Linked DNA regions of Rattus norvegicus: region 1 is linked to region 2. A link is a contact called in public Hi-C data. All regions are on one chromosome and are shown on one strand. The core of a region is the stretch at or near the end of the contact, and the rest is flanking DNA. Distances in the headings are between cores, read along the strand shown.

Region 1 (3,260 bases), core at 513-3,012, 160 kb before region 2:
TTACCATTCACTGGGTTTGCAGTACTGCAGGGGCCATTTAAGGGTAGATAGTAATTTGAAGAGAGGGGGAGGGAAAGGGAGGAGTATGCTGGGATTAATGCTTATGAAGGATTTTATGTTCCTTCTTTTCTAACCGAGCGTGTTCTGTGACTCACAGCTGCACAGCTGTTCTAAAAGGGCTATCAGCCAGTCATCCAGAGTTGGGCGATAATGCCACGGGTATTTTTATCAGTAAGAAAACTGAGTAGTGCATGTCTACAGCGAAATTAATATAGATTGGGTTTATTTTATAACTTCAAACAACTCTTTGAGCAGGATCATCACAAAGCGATGGTCTCAAATTTTGGTTTGATTATCAGAACTTACCTTCTCTACCTTGAGTTGTGAAGAAGGACTGAAAGCCAGACTAGTGGCAAGAGAGAATTGAGTTGGTCAGGGCACACCAAACCATTTTGTTCATATCTTAATATGATATGCTCTGGATAGGAAAATATGTATCACAAGCTCTCAAAGACAAACAGTAACCAAGTCAAGGAAAATCAATAGAAAGGAAAGAAAAGCCCCAAATCTAGGTGTTAAAGGGTTTGGAGGCAGACTTGAGAAAGAAGGAAGGTTACCCCAAAGAACCTTAGCTAGGCGGGAAGGACAGACATTCGTCTGAGCCATGGACGGCTGCCTTCTGGTGGTTTTGTGAACAGATGTGACTGATAACATTTCAGGCTGAGTGAACGTCACCACTAAAGGAAGTTATAAGAAAGCTTGAAGTGTGTCAGAAATGTGATGTAAGAGGGTGACTGGGGACAGAAATACACATTAAGACCTCTAAGACCGAAGAGAACTAATGTGTCTTAGAGATTTTTCCTGCTGTTGCCCAAGGAGAACAAACAAAACAAAACGAAAATTAAAACTCCCTTAAATTAATATTTCATTGTCTGGATATTCATGAAATACCATCACAGTGCATGTAAGAAATTACCCCAGGGCATCACGCTGGCAGCTTGGCATTGCTCATGATGAGAAGATGTGTACCTTGGAAGTTGGCAGTCATTTTAAGCCCCGGCAAGAACCTGTCATTGAGCATTACCTGGGCACCCTTAGTGATATCTGCGCTTGCACTTCCCTCCGGTCTGGTTAGGATCGCTTAGGTCCTTCAGCCTTTCCAGCAGGCATCTATGAATTTAAAGTTTCCAAGTCATCTTCTTCTTTCTTACAGTCCATGGCTGCTGTTAATGACAGGACTTCTAGTGTGGTTATCAAGGTCTAGAATTGTGAATGTCTAGAACATTCTACCTTCATCATTAAGTTAGGGGGTAAGTTCTCCTGGTAGGTGTAGTCACTTTTACAACCCTATATTTTAATAACGTTCTTTCTGTGTTTGGCCCCTGGAGCAAAGGATAGCAGGCAGAGATGATAAACGTTAAGCCAACATCGTTATGCATGACTCATATTTAATTCTAGCTGACATATTTCAGCACACACATACATGCGCATGCACACATGTGCACACATGTGCACATGCACACACGCACACACGCACACATGAGTGCGCTTACACACGCACATACATACACACATGCATGCACGCACTTACGCAAACACACATACACCTATAAACAGGAGCAGAGGAGCTCCACGAATGGCCATGTGGGCCTGTGGCTCTAAGAGAGATTTTCTTTTTCTCTTTGGGGAACTCATTTCCTAGAAGCTTGGATCCAGGATAGAATATGCAAGGTGGGTGGAGGTGGCTTCTCTCCATTCTGCAGGAACACATGTTCCCTGGCACACAGAGCGAACTATGACAGACCAAAATGTGAGCGTGTGTGTAGATCCATATACATAGAGCTGAAAATAAAAGTAATCTATTTCCTCTCAAAGAAAAGATTGTTATTCCTAAAGAAAAGGAAATATGTATTATTAGCAGTATGAAAGTAAGCCCGTTTAAGGGGTCCACGCAGCCTTGTGTCTGTGCCAACACAAGGACGTGCTTCAAGCTCTTGGGTTAATCTGTGGCAAGAGCATTATGTTTTTTTTTCTTTTTCTTCCTTTTTCTTTTTTTCGGAGCTGGGGACCGAACCCAGGCCCTTGCGCTTGCTAGGCAAGCGCACTACCACTGAGCTAAATCCCCAACCCCGGCAAGAGCATTATGAAACTCGAGGAAAGATAGGTATGATGTTCAAGTGTAAGGCAAGGTCACAGTAAGAGAAAAGTATGACTTCTCTGAGAGATGGAATTCAGTGAGGTGTAGACCCTGTCCCCACCAGCTCCAGGGAGAACAGAACAGAGCATATATGTTCTTCACCGAGGTACAGGGAAATCCTTTTCGCTGCCGCTGTTTCCTGCCGCATGTAAACCCACTTTTCACCACAGAGAGAAGCTGTGATGGATTGCTGCAAGAAGGAAAAGATAGAGTCCGCAGCGTGAAAAGTTTCTAGACTAGGAGAAAGTCTACCTGAGGGAAAAGAAGTTGCGTTTTACTTAAGGGAGCCTTATAGGAAACACAGTATTATTTGTTCATTGCCTGCTATACTAGTATATTCCAGCAGAGGGCAGACGTTGCATTAAAATGAATCTAAACTCGCCAACCCTCCCACCTCCCCATCTTTGCTTTCAATATTTTATTGTGAATTTTTTTGGTTTCTAAACGATTTTTAAAATGTTTTAAAAGTATGTAAGGTCTATAACACATTAAAAAATACGAAATTTCTAAGATTCCAGTAATATTTTTTACTATTACCAAAATATTCAAAAACGTGTTTCCAAAATGAAGAGATTTTTTTTTGCCCCCACACATGATTTTACAGCCTCTCTTAGAGATTACTGTCATTGTAAGCAAAGCTGTTGTTTTTATCTTACTTGTGAAGTTATTATTCTTTATTTTTTCTTATTTTGAAAATCCATCTATCTCCTAATTGAACAAGTATGATTTTTTCCTCTGGCCCCAATTAATTCCATATAGACAACTATATTAATAGACATGCCTGCCATTTTCAAATTTATTTCCTAGTTGGCTTTGATCACTCCCTTAGAAGAAAATGACATATGTAAAAGTCAATTAAGCCCATTGAACACTGTGATTCCAATATATGATACAAATCTACAAGAGTTTATTAAATTTATTTCCCTTCAAAAATCTTGTCCCTGGTTTAACAGGATCACCATTACAATAAAATGTAAAACTGTAGAAGCGACTATCTGTAATTTTAAATGGAAACAAGCCACCTGTGAGCAGTGGCTGAGTTCAGATCTGGGAGGCATCCCTG
Region 2 (3,330 bases), core at 97-2,596:
AATAAGAGCGATTCCCCCATTGTAGCAGGTTGACAGTGAACAGCTCGGGATTTACTGCAGAACAAAAATCCACAGGAGGAACAAAAACAGAAAGGTTGCGGTCTAGGCAGCAAGGTAAGGGTGCTTCGCCGTCCATTGACAGCTGATCTAGACATGAGCGCAAGCGCAATTATCAGTTTTCCGCAGGGTGGTGGTATGGCAAAAAAAAAAAAAATTAAAAAAAGTAAATTACAAAAATAATAGGAGGGGGAAATAAGTCTCCTGAAAAAAATAAAGACATTGTGACTGTGTCGCTTAGGAGGGGAAACAGCATAGCTCTTAATAATTAGTTGCAAGGGTGTGAGATGTGGGCCAGGGATAATTAGCAGGGGACTCTGATCATGTGCTCCCCACATTCGCAGCGAGCTGACAAAAAGAGGAAGTGAGCCAAACTGCAGCGAGAAGCTGGTTTTTTAAAAGGGAAGTTCTTGACCATGAAGATCAGACTACCACGGGAAGCTGTGTAATCTCTATCCTTAAAGAGCTTTAAAAATAGTATAAACAGCCATCTGCACAAGATGGTTTATGCATTGACCTTCAGGAGACGGGCCCGATCATCTCATGAAGTCCCTTCCAAGTGTGGGATTCTATGATTTAATCAGTATGTGATTTTTCTCAGCTCTACATTTTGCGAGATAACCAGCAGATGGGAGCCACAAATTCCCCAACATCATACCAAAATCATGGTTCCTCACACTGGTAGGGCCCAGGCGAGCTTGCCAAATTGGCATCCATTGAAAAAATCATTGAAGGACCCACCTCAAACATTTATTTATCTCCTTGTGGGTGTCTGGACCACCCATGTCCACAAAATAGAGATAATCTTTATACCGATTGTGTGCATTCAGCTTTTGACTTAAATAAGAAGTCGCATTGAAAGTGGGAGTCTCATTTTTGAAACCTGAAACAACAGCTCTCACAAAATGAAGAAGGGATTTACAAATTCCAGCTGAAGGAGAAAGGAGGTCCCGTGTCAATTAGGTCCCGTGTCACGGAAGTGTTTTATAGAGTGCTCGAGCCTTATTTGCTTTCACTTAAATAACAGGAACTTCTCATCAGTTCTTTGGGCATGTATGTAGCGCTTACTATTGCCCACGTTCAGTACAAAGCCGCAGGGAGACAAACACCATCCATCCATCACAGAGCTAGCTTAGTCTCTCCCAAAGGAAGAGGCCATTTTTGTCACGGAGTCAGCAAAGCAGTAGCAGGATGTGGGATACATGATGGAGTGATGTCAGTAAAATAGTCCAAGTCCGAGAGACCTTAGGGGCTTAGACTTGTATCTGAAGGTCAAACCGAAGCCAGGGAGGAAAGAAAGAGAATAAAATGTTTTCTGGAACATTCGGGCTAGCCCGAATAAGTGTCGGGTAAACCCCACAAACTGGAATTTGAATACAGCTAGTGCTTAAGGTGTAGAGGGAAAGGTAAAAGGCCAGTGGGGAGAAGGAAAAGACCCAGAAGTGAGGGATGCTGAGAGGTCAAAGAGCTCTCACAGGTCATACAAAAGAATTCAGACTTGGCATGGAAGAAATAGAGCTACTGAGTGATATTTAAAAAAAAAAAAAAAAAAAGGCTGTCCCTATAGATGGTTTATTGAGTACACTTCCGAATCAAAGGATAGGAAGGCATTTGTATACGATTCACCAAATGAAGGGTCCTCGGGCAGGTACTGAGATATCAAGGAGAACTCAGGCTGAGCACAGCAACAGCCACTGGGTAGGACACATCAGGATACCCTCCCTTTACCTCCGATCCCTGCTCCTTAGACTTCAGCCCCTTGCCCCCACTTATTATTCAGACCCTCAGGTTTACATTCTTGGCCACCTGAAGCTTCTACATCTTGAGCTTTCACTCACGATGAGCTGGGAACACACTGGTCCCATTATCTCACTGGCAGACCCAAAGTCCAGTGAAGGGGACTAACGCTGTGACGTCCACGGAGCCTTTATCGGCGAGAAGACATACATTATAGCAGGGAACTACTGCTGCAGGCGCGTAATGGACAGGGTGGACTTGTTCACTGAAACCGAAGGGCTGCTTTGTAGATTTTCTCCCGTGTGAATGTAGGACCTTTGGTTTTGTTTGATGGGGCAGATGCAGACAGAGGATCAATGTGGAGATGGGCAGTGTGTGGCGACGGTCAAAGGTGTGTAACTCCTCCCTGGAGACTAGGAGAAAAGACGCAGTCTGCGGTCATCCCAGGAACTACTTGGCCACACTAGCAACAGCTGAGGGCAAGCGGCAAGCCTCCCGCACCTCAAGCCAAAGAACAGGTTTCTCCAATTGTGTTCTTTATTCAGAATTTATAACGGCTGGCAGGTTCTGCTCCCATATATGAATTTTCAATCAGCGTGCTTTTATTCAAATTGTTCTTTTGTTTCATTGTGTTACTAAAAAAAAGTATGACAGGTTGGCATGCTTGTTTATGTAAATGTCTGGAACTGTAATTTCTTGAACGCTAACTACAGATAATTACACAGACCACCTTAATCTCTGAGGACCTAACAATCACCTTAACAGCACTGAAATTAGACTTTTCCTAAATTAGTACTGAAGAAGTACGTACGAAATATTTTATTAATAAATAATTTACCTACCTCGAATCTTTGAAGAAATTTATTTTTTGCGAATGGAAACGAAAAAGAACAGTATGTATGCAGTTATATTGATAACCACTAGATGGCACCATACATCTTTTCTTCCAATTTTCTCTTCAAAACTAGCTGTTTTAGAAAAAAAAATGTGTTCTTTCGGGTTAAAAAAAAAAGGGAAGAAAGAAAAGGAAAAGAAAAAACGAAAGAAGCCAAGGTATTTTTTTTGCAACGCGTATTGAACATTTATTAGTGTCGCTGCATATTGGTGAAGGTGTCTATACTTAAACACCACTTTCAGGTATGCAAGGCTATATTTCCCAGGAGATATTTTTATTTCTCGATCTTTATTATCAAACCATACTATTTTTTCTTGTTTTCCAGTACATTTTGATATTGTTGTAATCATTATTTCCCTTCAATGATGTCTTCATTTCCATAATCTTCCTGACCTATAATTTTCCCAAACAAAATGCAACTTCATTTAATTATGTTAAAAAGGAGAACACGAATTTTATTTAAATTCTCAATAAATTTTAACAATAACAGCAATAATAAAAGTACATGCAATTTTGGAGGAAGCTACATCTTCATTATATTTTTGTCAGTAATAAAATGAACACTTTTGAATCAGTGATATACATATTTTTGCAGCAGTGAACGTGTGTGTAAACTAAATTAATATTTTGGGAAGGTTGTA

Evidence for each region. Hi-C and Micro-C count contacts between places; a contact is called where the count stands out from the background.
Region 1: a Hi-C map of frontal cortex shows a contact between it and region 2, with 5 times the contacts expected there. The contact joins two enhancer-like sites. A contact is called at or near these places in 4 of 12 Hi-C or Micro-C datasets (Schwann cells, frontal cortex, hepatocytes and 1 more).

Annotation. Positions count from the first base shown.
Region 1 is chr3:67,665,818-67,669,077 of GRCr8, reverse strand. All of the region lies in intron 3 of Ifih1 (interferon induced with helicase C domain 1), which reads left to right. Among named protein-coding and RNA genes, the nearest start is that of Ifih1, 17 kb to the left of the region's middle. Within about 2 kb of position 1,762, at least 11 of the 93 cell types and tissues checked have an H3K27ac peak or open chromatin away from gene starts, as enhancers often do.
Region 2 is chr3:67,504,812-67,508,141 of GRCr8, reverse strand. It overlaps LOC120101554 (a long non-coding RNA gene), which reads left to right. Exons shown (of 3, transcript XR_005502169.2): 1 at 1-114. LOC103691814 (a long non-coding RNA gene) reads right to left here. Exons shown (of 3, transcript XR_005502168.2): 3 at 2,961-3,082. Among named protein-coding and RNA genes, the nearest start is that of Gcg, 25 kb to the left of the region's middle. Within about 2 kb of position 1,346, at least 4 of the 93 cell types and tissues checked have an H3K27ac peak or open chromatin away from gene starts, as enhancers often do.